Regions from separate parts of the Triticum aestivum genome. Here regions 1 and 2 are each linked to region 3. The links are chromatin contacts, called in public Hi-C maps. All regions are on one chromosome and are shown on one strand. The core of a region is the stretch at or near the end of the contact, and the rest is flanking DNA. Distances in the headings are between cores, read along the strand shown.

What was found. Hi-C and Micro-C count contacts between places; a contact is called where the count stands out from the background.
Region 1: a Hi-C map of leaf shows a contact between it and region 3, with 6 times the contacts expected there. The contact joins the promoter of LOC123121707 here to the promoter of LOC123121700 in region 3. A contact is called at or near these places in 2 of 5 Hi-C or Micro-C datasets (both in leaf).
Region 2: a Hi-C map of leaf shows a contact between it and region 3, with 5 times the contacts expected there. The contact joins the promoter of LOC123121705 here to the promoter of LOC123121700 in region 3. A contact is called at or near these places in 3 of 5 Hi-C or Micro-C datasets (all in leaf).

The regions. Positions count from the first base shown.
Region 1 is chr5D:353,314,565-353,317,632 of IWGSC CS RefSeq v2.1, reverse strand. It overlaps LOC123121707, which reads left to right and starts at 1,709. Exons shown (of 2, transcript XM_044541725.1): 1 at 1,709-1,930.
Region 2 is chr5D:353,205,637-353,208,949 of IWGSC CS RefSeq v2.1, reverse strand. It overlaps LOC123121705 (protein disulfide isomerase-like 2-3), which reads right to left and starts at 1,317. Exons shown (of 9, transcript XM_044541723.1): 1 at 1,026-1,317; 2 at 774-932. The coding sequence starts at 1,145.
Region 3 is chr5D:352,850,991-352,854,267 of IWGSC CS RefSeq v2.1, reverse strand. LOC123121700 (65-kDa microtubule-associated protein 6) reads left to right here and starts at 1,476. Exons shown (of 12, transcript XM_044541717.1): 1 at 1,476-2,007; 2 at 2,873-3,076. The coding sequence starts at 1,957.

The DNA of each region.
Region 1 (3,068 bases), core at 460-2,959, 460 kb before region 3:
GGTCATCCACTTGAGGGAAATTTGCTACTGTCCTACAAACCTCTGCACTTGGAGGCCCACAACGTCTACAAGAAGAAGGTTGCGTAGTAGACATCAAGCTCTTTTCTGGTGCCGTTGCCGGGGAGGTGAGTGCTTGAAGGTATATCTTTAGATCTTGCAATCGAATCTTTTATTTTCTTGTTTTATCACTAGTTTAGTCTATAAAAGAAAACTACAAAAAAATGGAATTGAGGGTGCCTCATATGCTTCATCTTTTTAATATCTTTCATGAAAATGATGGGAAGGAAAATTGTGCTCAAGTACTAGAAGAAGAATTACATAGAATGCTTGGCATAAAATATGTGAATGATGAGCATGATTGCAATGTTATTAGTATGAATTCTTTGAATATCCATGATGCTAATGATATGCAAAGCCACAAGTTTAGGGATGCTATGTTTGATGAAGATGATATGTTTAGTCCCCCAAGTTTTGGGGATGCTAATGTTGTTAGTATGAATTCTTTGAATACCCATGGGCCTAGTCCTAATTGGACTAGGGGGAGGGGCGGCTCCCCCTCCTTCCTTCTCTTTCCCCCTCCTTCCTTCTTCTCCTAGTAGGATTAGGAAAGGGGGGAGTCCTACTCCTACTAGGAGGAGGATTCCTCCCCCCTTGGCGCGCCTATGAGGGCCAGCCGACCTCCCCCTCCCTCCTTTACATACGTGGGGAGGGGGCACCCTAGAAGACATCAAAGTTGATCTTAGCCGTGTGCGATGCCCCCTCCACAGATTTCCACCTCGGTCATATCGTTGCAGTGCTTAGGCGAAGCCCTGCGCCGGTAACTTCATCATCACCGTCACCACGCCGTCGTGCTGACGAAACTCTCCCTCGGCCTCAGCTGGATCAAGAGTACGAGGGACGTCACCGAGCTGAACGTGTGCAGATCGTGGAGGTGCCGTGCGTTCGGTACTTGATCGGTTGTATCGCGAAGACGTTCGACTACATCAACCGCGTTACATAACGCTTCCGCTTTCGGTCTACGAGGGTACGTGGACACACTCTCCCCGCTCGTTGCTATGCATCACCTAGATGGATCTTGCGTGTGCGTAGGAATTTTTTTGAAATTAATGCGTTCCCCAACACTTAGCGGCGGCCCTTGCAGCAACAGCAGGTCCGCTGGACGGGTGGGTAGAGGGCATGCGTAGAGTGGAGGCCCTGGGGGAGAGAAGAGAGCAAGGAGAGGACGTGGGGAGAGAGAGGAAAGCTGGTTTCTTGATCCAGAGGAATCAGAGGAAGACGATTGCTTGCGAGAGGAAGGGGATAAGGTTCGCTAGACGGGCAGTGCGTAGGGCCCACACGTCATGTGTCGATCCCTCGGGGTGGCTTATAGAACGTGGGAATCAGTCGGGCAATTTGAAGAGTTTTTCAATTAAAAAAACCCGATATAAAGCAAAAGAGAAAATGCGCAGAAAAGGAAAAAAATCTTCTGGAAGCTTCCTGTTTTTTTAGGACAAGAGGAATATTTTATTTTTGAGGAACGCCCACACTTTATTAAAAAAATCGAGACAACCACACTTTATGAATTAAAACCGGTGAAATGGTAAGCCTAAATGGGCCAGCCCGTCTAACAGCGCGTTCCTGAGCCTTGGGCCGTGCTAGGTTTTGACAAGCCCACCTCGTCTCCTTGTCGCTCCAGAGGGTCAAAGCCACCACCACCGCTAGGGCCCTAGCCACCACATTTCTGTCGACTCCCCTTCCTCCTCCCTGGACAGACAGGAGGCACCCGTACCCCGGCTCAAAAGCTCCACCGCCGCGCTCCGCAAACCCGACCGAATTCTCGGCCTCTCGCCCAGGGAGGCGACTTCCCTCCCCGCCGTCGCCGCCTCCGCCTCCGACGCCGCGCCCGCCGCGCGGCCGTTGCTTCTCTCCTCGGAGAATCGAGGCACGGGTGGTAAGTTTTTGAATCTCCCCGGCTCAAATCGGCCCTCTCGCCTCCTTACTGCCTACCGCCTTCAGCTTCACTGGGGCAAGGTTGCTTTTCTGTCTTGTTTATCTTGTTTGCCCCTTGATCTGGTGACGCCGCTCTGTTGTTTGCCTGCGTTGGGCAAGGGAACTGGCGTTGGGTGTTTCTTTGGTTCAAAACAAGTGTTTGGTGTTTCCTTTGCTGAAAACAAGTGTTTGGTGTGTCTTCTGTTGAACAAGTGTTTGGTGTTTCTTTTGTTCAAAACAAGTGTTCAGTGTTTCTTTCGTTGAAAACAAGTGTTTAGCGTTTCTTAGATGCGTATCAGGTGTCCTCAAGTTACGATTTTTGGGTGCTGTTTTACCCCCAAAACATCGAATAGCATTAAGATTTGACACTGTAAAACCCGCCTGTGCTGCAAAGTGTACGGATTGTGTTCGGTTATTGCAAATAAGATTGTTTTAGGAACTTGGACAGACACTACGTCTGTGATATTGTTAGCAATGTAGATTTCGTAGTACAATCCATCTTTAACTTTAAGTAGAATCCCTTTGTGTGCTATATGATTTTGATCTTAATCTGTACAGTTTCCATTCCTGTAAGTTCCATCGTGTGCGAAGATATCTAACATTCGACACATATGCTAGTGAAGGTTTGAGGGAACTGATCTTTTTCTTATATTTTGTCTGGTTGAAATGCCACACCTGCAATAGCAATCGCATGTGTCATAGTTATCTTTTTTCTTGGACTACTAGGAACATCAAAGTTGTCTTTTACTATCTTTATGTGATGAAAACAATTATGGATCTCTATTATAAAGAGAACAAAGCATATCTGGTACTCTGTTTGATTCTTCTGGTCGATCTTATAGTGGGCATGCAATTTCCAGTGGAACTTGTGCTGACTAAAGCAAATGATTCAAAGTTTAGCACTAACATGTTCCCTTGAATTTGTGGTCAGCATATGATGTTAGACTTCTTATAAGAGTTCGAGATTCTTGAATCAGCTGTTGTAGTACCTTATACACCCATAGGAAAACTATCAGGGTAAAACAGCAAAAGCTGGTGACATTAACCATTTTAATTTCTCCACTTCTTATAAGAGTTTGGGATTGTTGAATCAAACTGTA
Region 2 (3,313 bases), core at 68-2,567, 350 kb before region 3:
ACCTATCAGTCTGCTATGCTAAACACAACTTAAAACCACGCTGTAATGAATAGCCTACAACCATCAATAGTAATGCACATGTGGAACACAAGATGGTTTGGAGGAATTGTCGTGGTTAAGTTTCACTGCAGGTATATTGGTAAAGCCATAACGGTCTTAATTCACAGTCAATATCTTTCTTGTTTTCTTTAATCGGGGGTATCCATCTTCTGTGCGATAATATCTGAGATAAGAGTGATTTGATGCAAAAACTAATTTCTGACACACACAAAAATTATAGTAAACAAACTCGTAAGCAATGCCAGAATGGCAACATATCACCCTAATAAAGTTGCAATTCGTTGGATTTTGGCCTATGCATATACTTAACAAAGATTTGAAAACAAAATCAGGCTAGTAATCAACTGGGAGGATACCAAAACAGCATTAGCAAGAGACCAAATCCTGATTATTGATAAGCCCTTGTCAAACTATGTCTTTCTTCAGCAGAATTCAAATTCATTTACTCCTATATAAAAAGCATCGAAGCACCTTAGTAAAATTTACTGTCTGAAGTACAATGTCCCACTACATTTTGGTACTGAACTGGTTAATGTCTTTCTATCCAACAAAAATGCACGGCGGAAGCACCAGTAAAGCCATTACACGCTAACAATCGATAAATTACTGTGACATCGCTGCTACCGATGCCGAGATCACATCAGGAAACAAGCAGATCAGCACGCACATGCGGAGTGTGGGCGGGTCAAAAGGAAACGAGAGGCCGTGCTCACCTGCGCGAGCTCCTTGTGCGCGTCGGCGTCGAGCGCGGCGACCGTGGCGACGCCCTTGAGGACGCCGGCGGCCTTCTCCCAAATCGGCGTCAGCTGCTTGCAGTGCCCGCACCAGGGCGCGAAGAACTCCACCAGCACCACCCCGTTCGCGTTCAACACCTGCGCGCAAGCGAGCGGCGGCACGCCCCTCGGGGTCAGAGAGAGAGCTCAAATGGGAGGAGAGCCGATCTGGCGACGGGGGAGAGGCGAGACCTTCTTGAAGTTGTTGGGGTTGAGCTGGAGGACCGGGGAGCCGGCGGAGTAGAGCGCGGCCGCCGGGGAGGCCGCGGCGGCGAGGAGGAGGAGGACGGCGGCGAGGATGGCCGGACGCATGGCGTCGTCGAGAAGCTTCTGGAAGCCGGAGGGGGGACTAGATGGCGGCGATCGATCGGCTGCGTCACCGGGGGGCGTGGTGGTGCGGATTTAAGTTTGCTCGCGAGAGAGGAGACGAACGCGTGTGCGGACCAATCGTTAGCGTCCACGTCTGGTGCTCTGCCACGTCGGTATGGTTTCGCCTCCTTGGCGCGACGGGATTGGTCGCGACCGTGGCATGGTTGGAGGACTGGGTGCACAGTTGTTCGGACACTCTGGAGTCTGGGTAGACCTGTTCGTCGCCATAGGCCGCGCATATGCGCGACAACTATACCGGCTCGTTCGTTCGCTCGCACGCTGAGCTCGCTACATTCGGTGCATTCGCTTCGTTTTTTCCCTTTTTCTTTTCTTTAGGTTTTTCTTATTTTCTTTTCTTTAGGTTTTATCTATTTCTTCAATGATTTTCTTTCTTTTTTTGTTTTTTCTCTGGTTTTATTCTTCTCACCTGTCTTCTTCATTATTTTATCAGTTTTCACCGGGTTTTTTTTGTTTTCCTTTGGTTTTCTTTGTTTCCTTCTCTGGTTTCTTCTTTCTTTTCCTTTTCTTATTTTCTTGATTTTTCTCCCATTTCCTTGGTTTTTTTTCTTTTCGGCACTGGTTTTCCTCTAGTTTCTTTTTTTCCTCTTCCGCATTTTTTGTTTTTTTCATGTTTTCTTCTCTTTATTTATGTTTCTTTGTCATGTTTCACCATTTTTCCTCTTTCTTCAAACTTAAATAATTTTCGATGCACGGTGTACATTTTAGTACACGTGAAATATTTCTGGATACACATTCTATATTTCTCAAATGCACAATGTTTTTTTTTCTAAATTACATTATGAACATCATTTCGAATACGTTGTCAATATTTTTCAAATTCACGCTGAATATTTATTTATTGCAATAATTAATTTTTAAAATTCTGTGAACATTTTAATATTTTTTTCCAACATATGTTTTTAATGTCTAATTTTTCCATACACAGTTGTAGATTTATCGCATACACTAGGAACATTTTTTATATACACGTTTAGCATTTTCCATATACGTGATTAACATTTTTGAAACTTATAATTTTTTGACTGCTTTTTTTATACACATTCAACATTGTTCGTATACACCAGGACATTTCTTATATACATATCTAACATTTTTGGCAGGCATGATTATTTTTCGTTAAACATATATTTTTTCATGACTACTTTTTTCATACACATTCTATATTTTTCTTTATATACACGTTTAACATTGTCCAAATACATGATTACCATGTTTAAAAGTGTTTTTTCTATGTCTACTTTTTCTATAAATGCTGTACATTTTTCTTATACATCGGAAACATTTTTTCTAGACACATTTAATATTTTATAAAATCATGATTAGCATTTTCAGGAAAAAGTTGAAAACCTTTATTTATTTCTATTTTTTTCTAAAGCGTACTGTATATTTTTTTACATTTTCCTTATACATCAAAAATACTTCCTCCGTCTCATAATGTAAGAACGTTTTTGACACTACACTAGTTTAAAAAACACTCTTATATTATGGGACAGAGGGAGTATTTTTCTATACTTAATTAACATTTTTTAAATGCATGATGAACATTGTTTGACTTTTGCATGTAAAGTGATTTCACAATAGATATACTAAGAATATTTCGAAATACAAGAAAATGGAAAAAGGTAAAACAAAAAACCAGTGCAAAATGTGAAAAGAAAATGAAAGGAAAAATGCGCTAATGGCATGTGTCCGAGATGGGCCGGCCCAATCAGGTGGCTGGAGCGAGACATACGCGCGCCCGCACATATGGGCCTCGGGCGTGTTCTTGTTCGAATTTGTGGGCGGTGCGCTTCAGCCGTGTTGGTGGACTTTTTTCTCTTGTTTTTGCTGTATTGATGATCTTGTCAAGAGTAAGATTATACTCAAAACAAGGATGCAACTAACTAACAGTCATCCCTTAGGGAGCTACTTCAAGGGTCATCTTTTTAGTCAGGAAGCGCGTCAACTGATGTGCCCAGCCGTCGCACATGCGCGTGTTGGGCGCTCCTCTGGATTTCGTCTTCTTTTCTATACGTGTTTTCGGATTTTAGATGTTTTTGTTTTTGTTTTTTGCTTGATTCCCTAGGTTTGGATGGATTTTTTTTAAGCAG
Region 3 (3,277 bases), core at 227-2,726:
GTATGATGCGCCGATCTGCATGTTTATTTATAAAAAAGAAGAAGATAGGATAACATAATATGCACGTCAGCAGCACGTATCGCAATACGGGCATGCAGATGCAGCAGAGGACGAGGCCATGACACAGCGCGATGAAGGCAAGCTCTGGGGTCACTGTGGAGTTCGGTCGGGCGTCCACTTCAGCGTCCCTTGCTCTCATCGCTTGACAATGTCTAATCAATTCCTTGGCCGGTCCCAATCATTTACTACGACGCAGACCGCACGGCTGATTAACTAGCCGCACCTAATTAATCAGGCACGCACAAGCTAGCGAGCTCCCGCAAAAGGCTGCAGATACGCCAACGATCCAGGCCTAATCAAGCGAGATGCATGCGTGGTTTGAGGACGATGAGCGTGTTTGACCTCAGCACGCCGAATGAAACACAGTCCCGGTGATTAATTAGGAAGGGTTTTGACTCCACATGGTTCAACAACCCAACCCGGAGTACGATAGTGACCTCGGTTTGTCCGTGGGTTAACCGGGGTATAAGTGTAGTACGTAACTCGTTCCAAGTTCAGAATAAGCTGCATATTGTGAATTACAGTCTACCCTCTACAGAACAAGCTGCATTACGTGAGTTGCTACGTGTTCCAAGCCCGACAATGGCCGGCTCGACGATCCGCTACTCCGCGGGAACTTTGCGGGATGAAACAGTGAACCTCTTCTCTCCTACCCTGATCGAACGTGCGGATCGGTGTACTAGTTGGTTGGCTCGACGTACCTTTTGTTAGGCCGGGGGAGGATCGTGGAGACCTTCTTTTCGGACCGGCCGCTTTGCACGCCCCAAAGATGGCAAGAATCGGTCCGGGCTTGATCATTCGGACGAAGAGCAGCAAGCATCGCATGATCCCGTCGCGACATAAATAAAAGAGGGCGCAAGCATGCAGTTAATGGCGCGAGGCTGTATGTTCCAGTTCAGGTACCCTGTGGCTGTGGGCAGGACGGTCAGGTGGATTCGGTGAGCTTCCCTTGCCACTTCATGGCCTCCTTGGCAAGCTCACGACAAGTGTAGGGGAGATCGAGCTGCAGTACCCTGCTGGTACTGCCAGTACAGCCATGGCATGATGTCCCGGCCGGAACCACCTCACTCGGTTAAAAGTGACCATCTACTCCCTCCGTCCGAAAATACTTGTCATTAAAATGGACAAAAACGAATGTATCTAAAACTAAAATACGTCTAGATACATCTCTTTTTATTCATTTTGATGACAAGTATTTCCGGACGGAGGGAGTATTATCCTAGTATATGGCGATTGCCTGTGACAATTTGGCGGGGTACGGTGCAGCAACAACCTTTTGTTGGTTCTCTGCATGAAAGTATTTGGCACCAGCTAGACTCAAATCATTTCAGCTTGAACGAAATTCCGAGGGAATCTTACGTGCGCAGCCACACACCATTAAATAAAAGGAAAGACAAAGGCCACCCTCCATGGCCTCTTCCCTCCGCTGGCCTCTGCTCACTCCCAACCTCCCAACACAAACAACCTTCCTATAAGCAGCTGGCAAAAACACAGTCCGCTTCGCTTCTTCCTTTCCCTTCCCATCGCTTCGATCAACACAAGGGGAGGCAGACATAACCTAGCCTGGCTTCTAAGCTCGCCAGGAAAAGAGCTTAGCTTCCTTTGATCCCAAAGGGCTGCTGGCATTCGGTGCGCGTGCTTTTTCTACTCTTCTTCTTTTCCTAATCCCAAGGAGAGGACAGGAGAGGAGACGAGACGAGGCTAAACAAAAAGCTCAGGCGCCGCTTTGGCTAATGGCCTAGCTAGCTGCTCAGGGCGGCGTAGCTGGACCGTGGCCGGCCGGCCTAGGGGTGGATAAGAGCCTGAGGCTTTGCTACCGGCCTTTCCTCGCCTTCCCTTCGCCTCCTCGTCTCCTCTCTCCTCCGAGCTGCTCCTGTGGTGGTGTCCTCTGCTTCCATGGTGGGCATGGAGGGCACCGGCTGTGGCGCGTTGCTCAGAGAGCTTCAGGTACCTGCTGCTCACCTTTGCTTCGTGCCACTGCTAGTAGTATTGAGTGAAGTAGAGCTCTGTTCTCTGGAAACAAATTTTGCATCATACTAGCTTTTTCCCGCCTTCTTTTTTCCCCCATCTTCTCTCGGTGAACTTGTTCTCGCTGTCTGCGCCTGTGTTAACCCAATTCGCATGCTTCATTTCACAAGAAAAAGTTCGGCTTCCATCTCTTCCAGTACTAGGTGAAAAAAATCATTGTTGGAACTACACTGTGTTTGAGTGTCCTCTATGATTTGAGACTAGAGAATCGGGTGTTATTTTGTTTTACTCTGACATGGAACGAGGGTTGAGTATTCGTGGGGTTACACAGGGCTGCGGAAAAGTAACAACTTTTTATTCGAGTATTGCGTAACAGCGTGAGCGAGTATTCCTTGTGTAGCAAGTAGTTGTTGTCTTCTTTTTTCTTGGTGGTGAGCTGCGCGGCAGGTGAACTGCATGCCTCAGGGCAGTGTGGCTTTATGGTGGAAGCTTCTCTCTTTGTCACCTTTCTGGTTCTTCACCACCTCAAAAAAGCATTTCCTTGATTCTATTCGGCTTAGTAGTGCGCCAGGCAGTTGAGGTGGGACAAATTAATCATTTTTTTGTCAACTAATACTCTGTTTTTCACCTTTAATGCCATCATTTCGTTATGGCTTTTACTGTAAATAAAATATCTTGAACACTTATTAAGATGCCCAGGGGAGCACATGAATCAGGCAATTGTAACAATCAGAATGCATTCTTGATTGATTACCTCTGTTGCCTTAGCCTTGCATTTATTTGACCATGCATATAAGGTTGAAGCGCCATTACTCATGCATGCCCTGTTGTTTCTGGCACTCAGCAAATCTGGGCAGAGGTAGGGGAAAGCGAGGGTGAGAAGAGCAAGGTCTTGTCAGAGATAGAGAGGGAGTGCTTGGAGGTGTACCGCAGGAAGGTGGACGATGCCAATCGGACCAGGGTCCAGCTGCACCAGTCTGTGGCCACCAAGGAAGCCGAGGTTGCATTGCTAATGGCTACTCTAGGGGAGCACAAGCTGTATCTCAAGGTATGCATACTAATCATGATGATGATGATGACGCACTAATTGGGTTGGTTGTCTGTTGGCTTCCTGAGTGGTTGCTGGGTTCCCTTGAGCTGATGGAATCTGGCTGCTGTTGGTAACATGCATGATTCAAGTTGTGGATTGCCTTTTTTTGTTGTCAAAGTAGCTACTGGCTTATAGTAAATCTCTAGGCAACACCAGCTT